Linked DNA regions of Mus musculus: region 2 is linked to region 1. Evidence: chromatin contacts called from public HiChIP or PLAC-seq data. All regions are on one chromosome and are shown on one strand. Each heading gives the region's core, a stretch centred on a gene start, on an enhancer-like site or on the middle of the called end of the contact. The rest is flanking DNA. Distances are from core to core; before and after follow the strand shown.

Region 1 (4,666 bases), core at 1,827-4,326:
TTAAAATGTCAAACTCGATAGGTCTTCTGAGCCGTCCACCCTGTTTGCCCATGGAACTAAAGCAACCCAAAGTAGGCCATTGCAGCAAGTGGTTCCCAAGTGACCAGAAGGGGGTCCTTACTTGATGCCCTCCACCTACCTACCACTTTTGCCTACTTCTGACAGGGGTGATGCATTGGATAAAAGGGAGGGTGATGGACTGTGACATAAAAGGCACAGTGACATGCCTCTTAACTGTAACAGTCATCTCTCTCCAGTTCTTGGCACAGCGTCTATGTTAAACAGAGTCCTTACAGTTCTCTTATGTGGCTTATCTAAGTTAGATGTCGTGACTGTGGGATCATGAGTGTGATGCCAATGTCTAGAAGGTCAAGACCAGATGCAGAAGAAGAGTATTGGAAGTACAGGTCAGAGGAGAGGCTGTCCCCAAGATCTCTGTCCAAAGCAGGGTCTGCACTACTGTGGCCCATCTCCTAGGCCATCATTACACTTGGAATAGGTTCTCCATTCCACTCCAGCGTTGGGTGGCCCCCTTTCTTCATTCCAATCTTCTGAGCATTGATTGGCAATAGCATCTTAGACGCCAAGAACAACTTTGGCAATGGGAGCTGGCTAGCAGGGGAGGATTTCTATCACGCACATGGCAGGTTGGGCTGTGTGTATGCACATAAACACAAGGTCTCCTCTGGCTGTGCCAGGCTTATTAACAAACATCCACTCTGGAACTCAGCACCATGCATGTGGAGGAGGGAGGGGGAGGTCAAAAGGGAGAGAGACAGAGACAGAGTCAGACAGAGACACAGACACAAAGAGACAGAAAGAGACACAGAGACAGAAAGAGACACTCACAGAGACACAGAGACACAGAGAGACAGACACAGACACAAAAACAGAGACACAGAGACAGAAACACACACACACACACACACACACACACAGAGGGAGGGGGGAAGAGGGAGAGAGAGAGAGACGAGAGGACAGCCATTAATAATACCCAAATGAGCTGGCTAATGTATCCATGAAGAATTTTGCATGTTAAGCAGAGAAGCCGAGAGAAGGAGCTTATTAGCCCTGTTACAGCACCTCTCAGCTGGAAGTATAATAGAAAATCAGAAAAACCAATTGTCTGGCTCAAATAGTTTGCTTGGTTTTTTTTTCTTTTTCCTTCCAAATAAATTGATTCTTGCTAATGGGACTGATCTTAAACTGTAAAGAATATTGCTGTGGTTTAGAGTTAGATATGAGCTTTGGTGTCCCTTAAGAGCCCCTTTGAAGAATGTCATTAAGATTTCGAAGGATTCATGCTACTTCTGGAAGATTTACTACTAGATATCAGATAGGTCTGGCTTTGAAAGAAATAGACTGCTTGCCAAGAACAGAAGTTGTGACTTCAGCGTGTGCAAGTTCACTTGAGATCTTCAGAGATGAATCATTCTGTTAAGATAAATGCAGCAACTGTCTCCCCGAAACCTAGTAAGGGTGTCCATTTTGGGGGATAAGCTTGCTGCAGACAAGTAGCCTCACAGCTTGGGCTATGCAGGCTGTCTGTATGGGAGAGTGTGGGCACCAAAGATTAGCATATAGATGGCTCTACCTCGAAAGAGGATTATGAACGACATGGCTGCCTTGGGTGCGCAAGAAGCAAAAAGGGGCTGCATGCTTGTTTCTTCTCTGCCTCAGAAGTGGGGAATAGCTTCTGTTGGGACAATACCATATTGTCAGACTAACTGGTGCTTTTGTATAAGGCGTGTCCCCCTGGCCCCCAAGCTGTCTCAGGAGATGTTTACATGAAGGGGCACAGACCTGACAGTTGGGTTTTTTCTAACTGGGAATTATTAATTTCTAATGCCAGTCCACAGTAGTGCACTGGTGAGAGTTGGGTTTGGAGTCAGCCAACTGTAATTGGGTTTCTCTTCTGAGTTCTCTGATAGACTTTATATGAGTGTGTGTGTACCGGAGGGTAGGAAAAGATCACAAATGTTATCCTGGAAAGAGGCAAAAAACTGAAGGAAAAAAAATTCCTTCATTAGTACATATTTTATAACTCACTCGATCCGTTAGGTGAAATCCTGGAATCCCGGTTCAGCGAGGACGCCATTAATGATAAAGAACTGGTCTTTCCTTGGCAAAGTGCCAGGGTAACCAAAGTGTTAGAGGAAGAAATGAGAGCAAAAAGCATAACTCTGGGTCTCAACAAAAAGTCTTTGGCAAGGGCAAATGGGAAATAGTAACGGTTTCCATGGAGTCCAGCCACCTTGCGATGCAGGGTGAGGTGGATAAGCTGTCTTTGAAGCAGAACGGTAATCGGCCTCTTTGCAAATGGCTAAGAGGAGGGCTGGCTATTGGCTTTTTGCAGATAAAGTCTCTGAGGAAAGGTGAGCTGAATGGTTGCTATGGTAACCGGCTGTTAGAATTGGTCCACTTAACTGTCCCCATAGTAACTAAGCTCCTGGAGGGCTATAGAGGAATTAGTTATCTTAACATACTACTATTATCCCCATGGTAACCAGTCTCTGAATGGGAGTGGTCAGCCTCAAGGAGAATGGTGGGAAAAACTTTGCTTCCTGGAGAAATGGGTAGAGAGGCAGAGATGTGAATTTCTTCAACCAACCAAACCTCTCAAGGACCGGAATCCTTGAGATGTGTGTGGGGAGAGGGATTGGGTGGTGAATGTGTGTGTGTGAGTGTGTGTGTGTGTGTGTGTGCGCGCGCGTGAGAGAGAGATTGGGGGCTGGCTAATGTGTTTCTAGGCCTGGGAAGAAGTCTGAGACAGCTGGGTAAATGAAGTCACTTCTTGCCCCCTGCTAGTTGGTGCCCAACTCACTCATGGGTTGCAGTGGCCGGTGCAGCTGGGAGGGGCTCCTTCTGGCTACACATTACCATTCTGGTGCAGGGTGCGCCGGCGTTGACTTGACTGCATGCTCAGGACCAGGTACTGCCTCATAAACTCACTGAACCGCTTCTGGTTGGCCAACTTCCGGGCTGATTTCCGGGCCCCGGTGAAGCCCCCAAACCTTTTCTGCAGCTGCTTCTGCTCCACCTCCTCAGCGTCATCTGCGCCAGGCTCAGCATCTGCGCCAGGCTCAGCATCTGCGCCAGGCTCTGCATCTCGCACTTGCACCAAGCTCCGGACACGCGGCATTCTCTTCAGGTGCTGCATCTCCGAGGCCTTTGGCTGGTAAAGAGCAGCTGACACAAGCTCTGGGTCAGCAGGGCTGAGCTGCCCGGAGCCACTGGCCATGACTTTGGTGCATACAGTCCAGAGAGGGCGGGGGAAGACCTTCTCTTCACACTGGAGGATGCACGTCTGCAAAGATACAAGCAGGAGGACAGTCAAATCCACTGGCTCCCTGTTACCTTTAGATCTCTGATACCAGCAGATAGATTTAATTCTCATGTATAGTCTTACTGGTGTACTTTAATTCGCTATAGTAAAATGCCCCAGCAAAAAGCAACTAAGGGGACAAAAGGGTTTATGTGTTATTTCAGGTCATGATCCATCATTTCAGGGAGGTCACTTTCACTCCTCATCTTTCACAGTCCCCTAGGCACACAGGGCTTCTACACCTCATACACCTCCCTGCCTTTTGTCACTGTGTGCCCTCTGAAGGAATGACCCCTCCTGCTCCCATCCTTGCAGATCTGGCCATATCCTAACTTTATCTCTTCACCTTTATATTATCTTCTTTTGGTTCCTTGGAAAGAATTACTCTGTCTTACATCCGTGTTCCTACCCAACTTTGCATTCCTCCTGTGGGGATTTTAATGATAGAGATATTTGTCTTATTTCATGAAGCATAATCTAAAAAGTTAGGAGTACGTTTTACTCACATATGGAGTCCTGGGTAAGTGTCTTCTCTATATAGTGATCAGTAGGCTAGGCAGTCAATTAAATTCTCTTATATTCTAGACAAATCAGTGCGTGGACACATTTGGTTGTCATAACATTTGTCTTTAAAAATTTGTGTGCATGAAGGTCAAAGGACAACGTTGGGCATCCTCCTTGGCAATCTTGTCTGTTTCTTTTTAGGAAGTGTCTCTCTTTGGCTTGCAGTTTACTAATTAAGCTAGACTGGCTGGTCATTGGATTCCAGGGACCTTCCTGTCTTTACATTCCCAGTGCTGGGAGTTCAAATACATGCCACCTGCTTTTTTTTTTTTTGCATTCCAAAGTAAGTTTAATTACAAAAATGCATTGCAACTATTATATCAAAAATACTTATTAGAAAGTTAAACAAAGGATCATAATTTTCTTTCTGATAAGTAATTTAGTATGAAAGTAATTTCCACAACGTATATGGGCATCATTCTAGCCCAGATTCTGGGGAGTGAACTCAGCTCCTCATCCTTACAAGGGGATCCCTTAACCAACCGAGCCCACGTGTGTCTTCTAATGCTATGTAGAGGCTGAAGACGTTAGCGAAACTCCTTTGGTGCACAGAACAGACGCCAGCATCAAAGAGATGCCCAACTCCTCATGCCCATGGTGGCAGATCGGCTGAGACAGTGTTCTCCGGAGGCAGCAGCAGCACAGGGAGGTGTGTGCAGCACTGAGAAGCCCGCCAGAGGTGGGGGCTGGGAGCAGCTCAGCCTTTAGGAACACTTGGTTCAACTTCACAGAGAAGGAGCCCTCAGTGTTTGCTCAGTTCTCTGCTCCTTTGGTTTA
Region 2 (4,244 bases), core at 472-2,971, 140 kb after region 1:
CCAGTACAGTGAGGTTGTACTTAGAGAAGGCTTGCTTCCCCAGCAAGAAGCCTGAGAAGCACCCACTTTACAATAAAGGCAGGCAGCCATGAGCTCAAAGCTCCTAGACTTTTAGGGATATTAGCACAGAGCACATGGTACGACCCATTCTTTATTCTAAGCTGAAAATATTAACCATCACTGCCAAAATCCACAGGCTAGGTACAGGACTAGTTTGGTGCTAGTTGGGTACTAGTAGGTACAAGGCTGGGGAGAAGCCTACTACAGTACGGCCATGGAAGCAAGGCTCGCCTTTGGAGGGTGAAACAGACATTTATCAAACACAAGAAGGCTAAAAGATAAATGCCACAGTGTAGTTCTTTCCCTGCTGACAGGCCATTACAACCAGCGCTACTGCTTCTGCTGAGGAAATGTCCCCAAGACCCAAATGGTGGCCTACTGAGAAATACTGTGGCCACGAGCACTAAGGACGGTCACGTGATGCTTACTGTGGGATGGTCTAATGCAAAATGCTGCAAACTGGTGTCTCATTCATCTACAGTAAACTGGTACCTGACTCATCATAAGGGACACGTGTCAAACCAGGAAATAAGACTCCCCAGATGAGCTAAGCAATAATGCCTCCACAGCTGAGCTACGACGGACATCAATTAGAAAACATGCACTCAACTTGTTATCTAGCTGAACAGCATTCTATGCCATCAATGCCAGTCTGATTAATAATGATGCTGAATTTAATAGAGGACTTGTGATAGTACAAGTTTTTATGCTGTATCTATTGTCTTTAAAAGCAAGATGATAGTAATAAGAACAATCCCATTGGAGCACACATCTAAAAGACAACATGTATGGCCACTGTTAGAATACCAAAGTGGAAGACACAAGGAAGCCAGAAAATGTGCATTTAATTAGGGGATGCTGAGGAGTAATTTACTTACAAGAAAATTATATGAAGGGTGAAGGAGAGAGCACAAAAGAGGAAACCTTTTCTCTTCCTTTCTGCTAAGTCCTGTATTAACACAAATGCACATGTGGCACAAACTGGTTTGCATTTGGCAGGCTCCCTGACCCATTAGCAAACAGTCCGCCATAATAAAGAGAAGCTCTTCTGGGGACTCTGGTAGGATTATGAGTCCATTATCAGGCAGAAGTGGCTACAAATAGACCCTGCTTTTCAACTAGATTATAATGCAAAGAATAAAATAACCTTCACCCAAAATGGAGGGAGTTGTGTTGAAGCCTGGGATACAGGTGAGGTTTCTCAGGTCCAGGAAGTAAATTTCAGCTGGTCAAAGCCTAAGAAACAACTACTACTTTCTGCCTACACAGGGCATTATTAATCAGCGGTACTGGGGCACAAAACCATTAATTTCTGTCTAGGAAGCTATATTGGATTATATAAGGCACAGACACATTAATTTTTCACCACTGGGGACGGTAGTTACAGCTTTAGGGCACATGGCTTTGGGTATCATGATAGGGTATCATGATAAAGAATGACCTCATATCCATACTGCCTGCTTTACTCACCCTGTATTTTAAATTTTTCCCTCCCCTCCGCTCATCACTGGCACTGTAACAGATTTAAACAGAATGGCTCTCCCGCTCTGACTTGGAAGACTTCTGACATGAACCACTCAGACCTTTTCTCGTCTCTCACCATCACTGTGTGATCTATCAAGCTTGTACAGCTCTTGGCCAATGGCCATATTAATTTTCTACTTGAAGGATCACAAATAGAATACTGCTTATGACGAAGGTAGTCAGGGAGCTTGGGGAATAGCTGTCTATCTTAGCGCATAGCAATTAGCTTGGCAAACTGAAACAGTAACATGATTGAATCTGATACCTAGCCAAGATTGCCAGAGTGGGGGAAAAATCCCTCATTCTGTTGAAGGTGTTAAGTGGCTTTTTAAACAGTGGCTATTGATAGTTATATTTGCCCTTGTAGAAATCGTATGGACATTGTGACATCAGAATTCTGGTTTCCATGGTGATTATTAGTGATGGCATTTTAAAGATTGTAGATAGCTTCCACAGTAGAGGTCCTTGCACCTTACAGCATACATGAAGGAATGAGACAAACTGCTTCCTGATAGACGGACTGCTGATCACTATATGTAGGCAAAACATCACATTTTAAAAGTAAACACAACTTGTTCATCTTCCGTAGCTGGGCACCCACAGAGACTGTTAAGATGGTAAAGGCCGCAATCCCAGCTGGGACTGACTGCTTTGTAGTTCAGCAAGAGCTAACAGCTACTCCCTGCCTATACATTACTTTATAAACAGCTGGTTTTAGAGCAGTGATTTGCCCATTTCTGTGTGCGGGAAGAAGCAATTAATCCTGGTGGAGAATTGGCCTGGGTCTAAGGAAGGAGTTTAGACTCCCTTGGGACTCATCCTCGCTTGCAGATGGGGTCAGTGGTGGAGACCAGGTTTCCTGCCCATTTGAGCGTTCAGTCCCAGAAGGCAGCTCAACACCATGCCTCCTCTTGAGATGAGAGTCTCACTATGCAGCCCATGCTGGCCTTAAACTCACAGCAATCCTCCTGGTTCAGGCTTCAGAGCGTGGAGATTATATTTTTATTGTTCCCCTCAACACACCTAGTGATTCTGATGGCAATGAAACAATATTTAATTTTTGCTTTTAAATAATTTTCACACTTAAAGATGACAGTTAACTTTAAAACTGTTTACTAAGCCAATTATACACTTTAAAGTGAGTGAACTTGAATGCCTCTTACTAAGTATTTCATCTGACCGACTGCTTAAAGCAGTTTCAGTTTTTCTCCTCCAGCTTTAGCCGTAGGCTGATTCATCAGGCACATGTGTATACTTTTTAATAAATACATGGAGGTAACAGATGAAAGCAATGTTTTTAAATAGGGAAAATGAGAATATACAGCACCTCTCTGATCTACAGTGACGTCAATAATACTGTCTAGAGGTAGAGCCCCGATCATAAATCTGAGTAGCAGGGAACCTGCTGCCAGGATGAGGAGAAGCTGGAATGAACCAGAGCAGAATTTTCCAAGCTCTACATAAATGCGTTACTTACAGCCAGGCCAACAAAATGATAAATGGTCCTGTCTCTCCTGTCCTCACGAATCGTGCCAAGTCAGGAAGCCATGCCACCACTGCGTGTGACTTAGAAAAAAAGCCACAACTCATAGAGAGCACAGAGTTATGAGCTGAGAACAACGTCAGAGAAAGGTGTCAGCTGTGGCCAAAGTTATGTATCCATGATCGATGACTGGGATCAACTGCTTATGAAAACTTTAGCATCACCAATTTCATCATCAAATGCCTCACTGAGAACGAGGATGGAAGTAATTATTGAAGAAATTAAAGGATCATCTATGGAAACACACGCACACCAGCAGCAGCAGCAGCAGCAGATTTAGAAAATCCAAAGCCAAGGTGAACAAGTGGAAGGAGAAAGCAACATCAACAACACAGCACAATAACAAACACTTGCTATCCTCTAAGTTCTGAACAACAGATTTCTCAGATCAGGGATACAGGACTAAGAGAAGAAGATGCACTTGCCACATAGCAAATGTGTCCAATGTTTCCTCAGGAAGGCTGGTCAGGGCCAAAGAGGAAGTCAAGGAATCTATATGAAGCTTTCTTTACACAATGGAGTGGCTCCCAGACCAGAGGACAGCCAACGATGCTCGCCAACTTTTCTCTCAAAGAACTCCCTTCAGGGCTGTTCCTATAGAAACCCATTCTAGCTGGAGAAGAACCCTCTGCAGGGTGCCAGGGGAGGAGACCCAGCATTGCAGCTGACAGAAAGGTTCCCTTGCCTGCTTCTCTAAGTAAGTCACTTCTTGTTATTTTAGGAATTCACCATGCAGATGACATGAAATTGAGCTATCATTTAGATGATGATAAAAAGCTGGTGAGGACAGATGCTGACTGACTCCCACTCAGAAAGACACCCTGCTCAGAGAAAAACAGACTGAGGCTCTTATGTGCAATTAGATTTGACCTCAGGCAAGTCAGGGGCCTTGGGTGGATACTTCTGAGGGAAAACGATGGCAGAAAGGCAGTGATGGAAAATGGAAACCTGATTAGGCTCTCAAAGACACTGGAAAGTCACATGACTCAGTGCCATCTGGGGGTGTAGGGCTATGGGCCAGAGTTACAACCTTGATGGCTGGGAAGAAAGGACGGCATCTGGAGAATACTAAAGTCTAGCTTCTCATCCATGGTCTGAGGGCAATCAGAGGCAGCAC

What was found. HiChIP or PLAC-seq counts read pairs in DNA pulled down with a chosen protein or histone mark.
Region 2: an H3K4me3 HiChIP or PLAC-seq map of embryonic basal ganglia shows a contact between it and region 1, with 2.6 times the contacts expected there. The contact joins two enhancer-like sites. A contact is called at or near these places in 1 of 39 promoter capture datasets (the C10 cell line), 3 of 15 datasets of contacts at CTCF or cohesin (CD8 T cells, pro-B cells and stem cell-derived epiblast-like cells), 50 of 484 Hi-C or Micro-C datasets (3T3-L1-derived adipocytes, the AML12 cell line, B cells and 31 more), 7 of 115 datasets of contacts at active chromatin or transcription factors (DN3 thymocytes, T-cell acute lymphoblastic leukemia, a beta-TC-6 cell line and 4 more) and 4 of 9 other capture datasets (adipose tissue, embryonic stem cells, embryonic tail and 1 more).

The regions. Positions count from the first base shown.
Region 1 is chr14:65,401,880-65,406,545 of GRCm38.p6, forward strand. Pnoc (prepronociceptin) reads right to left here. Exons shown (of 4, transcript NM_010932.2): 3 at 2,825-3,307. The coding sequence ends at 2,870. Among named protein-coding and RNA genes, the nearest start is that of Pnoc, 21 kb to the right of the region's middle. Within about 2 kb of position 3,077, at least 24 of the 459 cell types and tissues checked have an H3K27ac peak or open chromatin away from gene starts, as enhancers often do. A contact at or near this core is called in embryonic basal ganglia, where this site is marked.
Region 2 is chr14:65,541,365-65,545,608 of GRCm38.p6, forward strand. All of the region lies in intron 14 of Elp3 (elongator acetyltransferase complex subunit 3), which reads right to left. Among named protein-coding and RNA genes, the nearest start is that of Elp3, 50 kb to the right of the region's middle. Within about 2 kb of position 1,722, at least 24 of the 459 cell types and tissues checked have an H3K27ac peak or open chromatin away from gene starts, as enhancers often do. A contact at or near this core is called in embryonic basal ganglia, where this site is marked.